2 separate regions of the Salmo salar genome follow, and region 2 is linked to region 1. The links are chromatin contacts, called in public Hi-C maps. All regions are on one chromosome and are shown on one strand. Each heading gives the region's core, a stretch centred on a gene start, on an enhancer-like site or on the middle of the called end of the contact. The rest is flanking DNA. Distances are from core to core; before and after follow the strand shown.

Region 1 (2,700 bases), core at 149-2,648:
AATTTATTTAATGTTTATTTATTTTTATTTATTTAATTCCTATGCAGGACAACTTCTTCTGGAGAGTGCCAATAAGGCATCAGTAATCCAGGGTTTATACACGTCTGTAACAGTTTGCCCATTTCTCAGAGGGCAAGAAGCCAAAACATTGAAAACACAGGCTGGGCCCACTTACATGTATGCAGACACTCTGTAATAGTTGTGGCATCGATGAAGTACCCAGCACAGAGATAGCACACTATGTGCTCGTTCAGGTCTTTGATCTTCAACTTGACTTCCTCCTTCAACAATAATAAGTTGCTATTGAAATCTCGAGTAGAAAGTATACCTGCATTTTCTAGATTTTTTTTTCTGAGCAGCAACAATGTACCATTAATGTCAAAAACAAGCTAGAATGTTTACATTCTAGAGTAGACAAAATGATGAGTTCATTCGAATAACAATATGATGATTGCTCTTTTCCACTAGGTTGATATTTCTAACTTTGGGGATTTGTTTCGCATTGTTAGTTCTTACTGAACTGTTGGAGCTAGAAACATAGGCATTTCGCTGGACCTGCGATAACATCTGCAAAATATGTGTAGTATGTAAACAATACACACACACACACACACACACACACACACATATATATATATATAAGCAGGTTGGCGTGTCAGGTGTCTGCAACATTGTAGCGGAGTAAGCAGAGTATCTATTATGCTAACATAAGCTAACACAATGTCAATAATAACAGGGTAGAATCTATACGTTCTTTATTTGTAAGTTATCGCTAGCAACCCAGTACGCTACACATGGAATTGCAAATAAAAGGACACAGGTAAGACACATATTAGTCACTTTACAAGCAAGGTTCGATAAGTCCGTCACCAGAAGCTACCTAGCCTAGCAAACACAATTAGCTAGTTATCTATAAACTAATTTTCATTCATCCAAAACGCAAATGCGTCTTTTAACTAATAGTGTAGACCGTTACAGGTGTGAAACCGGGGAGTTAACGGTACACATTTGCACGAAGGACCTTGCAGTAGCTGCCCAGAAAACACGGGTAGACTCTTCCACACACGCCTGCGCACACGTAGGCAGCTCTCTCTCCATCACTTTGGTGACAGGAGGAAGCGCTCGCATTGCTGCTTTTCCTCGTCGTAGTTATGTAGCTAGATTCAGCTCTAATTAACTTAAACAATTCTTACTGGTCTTGTCGCGTCTATAGAGTCCGAAACTAATTTGTACCTACCTCATTTCGTAAAGGGTCGAGCTTATATACGGACTGGAATTGATTTCTTAGCCGCATAGCTATCGCCATTGGCCCTTGCTCAGCCATCTTTAAAAATGCTGCTTATTTCCGGGTGGAAGAGCATCAAAGATGGTGGATTTATGAAGATGTCCCACTCAGGCCGTTTACCACTGGGCGACTTCCATTATGCTGAGCTGCAGGGCACGGGTCTATGGCCTGTGACGCGAAAGGGCAAAAGCGGTGAGGGAGGAGCGCCCTTCTAAAACCGAACAGTAATCTGCGCCGCTCGGACATATTGTCAACCAGGCTGCATGGTGGATAGTCCAGAAACAACATATATATCTTTTTAATAAAATATAGCTTATGGTTGAATTTTCATTGGGAATCCAAATAAAGCCTTTTTTTGCTTGGGAAAACACAGAATCGTACTCATTACACAACCGCTTAGTTACGTCCAGGGACAGACTGGGACAACAATTCGTTTTTCTCAACTTTTACTGTACCTATGACAGGCGAAACATGATTTTTAACAGCTCGTTTTAACCAGCTCATGTTTAAGACAAATACAACATGTAAAAACTGTCTGTTTCCTCCCTGTTGTGCTGTCTATCTCTGCTGTCACTCTGTCTCTGCTTCTCCTTGTTCTCCTTTATTGTCACTGTCACTCTTGTCTGTGAGCGAAACCTCTAACTCCGCCTCTGCCCAGTCAGACTAACTCATGGATACCATTTTTATGTCTCTGCGTGTAGTTTGGAGATTGTTGAAGTTTGCATATTGTTAGCTTAGCACAATTACTGGAAATCTCCCGGGAACAGTAGCCAGCTCATCTCAAAGCAGAGAAATATACCTTCTAACTAACCCAAGGGTGTCAAACTCCTTCCATGGACTAGGCGCTAGTGTCTGCTGGTTTTTGTTTTGTCCTTTCAATTAAGACCTAGACAACCTTGTGAGGGGGGTTCCTTACTAATCAGTGACCTTAATTCATCAATCAAGTATAGACAGGTTGGTTGTTTAGCAACAAAACCGACGTGTGTGCCACAGGAGATTGGTGGCACTTTAATTGGGGTGGATGGCCTCGTGGTAATGGCTGGAGTGGAATTTGTGCAATAGGATCAAATACATCCAACACATGTTTTCCATGTGTTTGATGCCATTCCATTCGCTCCGTTCCAGACATTATTATGAGCTGTCCGCCCCTCAGCAGCCTCCACTGGTGTGCGCAACTATGGGGCAAAACAGAACAGGGTTGGCTTCGATTGTTGACAACATGTAAACTATATTTAGTCTCCAATGGTTATTCAAAAGCATAAATACATTTGCACAATGAGCACTTATTGTCTCTCAAATACATCGTTACAGTTGTTGTTTAGCTAGCTAGCTAATTTTAGCCATATTAGCATAGTCGTGAGATCAGTCAAAACACCTCAAAACAAGACATGGTATCAAAAACAAGATAAAACTAG
Region 2 (2,700 bases), core at 123-2,622, 150 kb after region 1:
TTGAAACACGCCAACAACCTACAGTCTCCCACATTTCTCTGTCAACCATCATCTCTTGCTTGGTTGCAAAAAGGGAGAGTGACTGAAAGAACATTACGATGATGATATCCATTTAGAGGATAGGGACTGAGTCATTTGCAATGGGTGGAAAATGTACGCTAAGTATAAGAAAACACATTTTTGATTAAAATGTTATTCCTTTAAATACACATCAAAGAACTATGACTAGATATTGTATTCAGTGTATTATTATTCACGTTTTCTGACATTTCTAATATTGACAAAGGTGAACTTGGTGTTGTGGCGTGGCGGTACACAAAACAGGAAACAGGTGAAATATTGACTGGATATGCAATGACATAAAATAAAAGTTGTCATTGTATATCTTACATTTTTCTATAACAGGTGCAAAGATAAATATACTGCAGAAAGTGTACAAATAAAAGGAATTGATGAAGAATATATAAAAACATTCCAATTACAGAAAATCTCTCAGTGTAGTACAATTGAAATGTGTCAGTTCTCAAGACCTAATTCCGATGGACCTTTTTAATGCATGCATCGTTTGTCAGGACATTTTTTTATTGTTTTAAAACGAAATAATTCACCTTTGGCCAAGTACAATGTTATGATATTCTCTAGTCCAGGGTTTCTCAAACTCGGTCTTCGGGACCCCACGGGGTGCACGTTTAGTTTGTTTTTTTGCCCTAGCACTACACAGCTGATTCAAATAATCAACTAAGCATTAAGCTTTGATCATTTGAATCAGCTGTGTAGTGTTAGGGCAAAAAACGTGCACCGAGTTTGGAAAATGCTGCTCTCGTCTAACACAAGCTCAGAATTGGCATAGTGATGATCTTACTGCTTTGAGTGACAGCTGATGATCCGCATCATCGTCCTCCTCAACTTTGAACTCCTTTTTGTCCGATTTGAGTGTACAACCTTAAGTTGACAACACATAGGTTAGCAAACTCGAAACAAATAGCTGTTGGCGTACTACAATTGAAAACGGAAATGTAACATTATCATTGATAACAAATTCATCTAGTTAGCCTGTTAGCTTGCTAAAACGCAAACAAAGAGCGGTTTGTTGAATTAGCGCGAGAAGCGCATTACCTAGCTTAATAACGTTAACTAGCTAGATACATTTGGTGTGTTTGGGACAGCTATAGCTAGCTAGCTATATAACAAAAGACACATGTCTGTTATTACTAGAAGTTCACTAAAATTCAACTTGGCAGTGCAGACGTGCTCACCAAATAAATACATTTGAAATCTGGTTATATCTGGAACGCTATCATCAGCCATTTCCCCCTGAATGTTATTGTTCTGTTCCGTAAAAGCAAGTGACATTCAGTAAGCCAATGGGATAGCTGAAAAGGAAGTTGTGGAAATCATACGTCCAATCGAATCAAAGGCTGGGGTGGGATAAAAGGGAGAAACCTACACTTTGGTTTACGTCCGCTAGATGGAGTCATTGCCAATAACCTAGAAATAAGTCTGCGTGTGACACTTGCAGAGACTGGAACATCTACTGTATGTATGATACTGCTGTTTTGTAATGGTATGTAACACTTTACATGACATACAATTGCGTTTATACTTGTGTTGTAACACTATCTACTACAATAGCATTACTACTTTTGTTATTGCACAGTAATGAAGTAGTGTTTGCAATAAGGATCTGTGCATATTTCTCTAATTACAGAAATCACTCAACGCCATTGCTATGCAAAACAAAAATACTATCTACAACATGTTAATTCAGTGTTGTTGTGTAAAAATAACAATGTCACTACTAGGTACAAGACCAAGTTAATGTAAAGTGTTGCCGTGGGTCAAAAGAACAGGACCACTTTTAAGGGTTCACATTAATGTATTCTTCATTCCTATTAAGGATTTGACATTTTTGTTTCTTCTACATCAATTACATGTTATTGTTGGTTTGTCAGCTGTCCTTCTCTTTTAAAAGTGACGGTGATGGTGATAATTGGCGTTGCAACCTTATGCTGGTTCAAGTATTTTGCTAAGACTCCATACGAACAGAGCAGTCATTAAGGTGACTGACCCGTATCAAGGAATGGCGGCTTTTCATGCATGTGGTTTGAAGTCTTGTTTGTGCAGCAAAGTCTGCTCTGGCTTGTCTCAAAAGCCCTTTATACAGGCGATACATGGCCGCTGCACTCAATCAACACTTTTTCTTCCAGGTGCCCTCTGAATCATAAGAGTACTTGTGTCAGCACGATCAGGTAACTCTGGACTGATGCCACAAAAAACTACTGTCCCTACCACAAGGTGGCTCCTCCATTCCACATGTCAGATTCTATTTTACGTAAAATATCATATGATGCAGTAGGCTAGCTTGTCTTTGTGTGTTAAAAAAAACACTGAAAACTAATGCTACTTATTTCTCTGGGTTGGTGACAACATGCTCACTGTACATATTCCCTTGGTAAATAGCTACATAAACCTTCAGGAGAGCCCAAACTTGTAATACTACAATAAATCCATTTTGTTTGATAAACATAAATACATTTGGATTTAGTATTATTGTGATCCTATTCTTAATCATTTAGATCAGGACAAGATAAAAGCCTAAAACATTTTTTCACAGATTATATCTGTTGAAAAGAAAACAATAAAGATCCCAATCTCCTGTGAGACCTATGGATTGGTTTGTCGTTGATGTGTGTTGACTTC

The links. Hi-C and Micro-C count contacts between places; a contact is called where the count stands out from the background.
Region 2: a Hi-C map of muscle shows a contact between it and region 1, with 4 times the contacts expected there. The contact joins the promoter of LOC106611620 here to the promoter of LOC106611618 in region 1. A contact is called at or near these places in 2 of 3 Hi-C or Micro-C datasets (gill and muscle).

Annotation. Positions count from the first base shown.
Region 1 is chrssa09:64,593,805-64,596,504 of Ssal_v3.1, forward strand. It overlaps LOC106611618 (polycomb group RING finger protein 1), which reads right to left and starts at 1,399. Exons shown (of 9, transcript XM_014212012.2): 1 at 1,238-1,399; 2 at 176-281. The coding sequence starts at 1,324.
Region 2 is chrssa09:64,747,020-64,749,719 of Ssal_v3.1, forward strand. LOC106611620 (nucleophosmin) reads right to left here and starts at 1,373. Exons shown (of 11, transcript XM_014212017.1): 1 at 1,257-1,373; 2 at 863-942. The coding sequence starts at 1,353.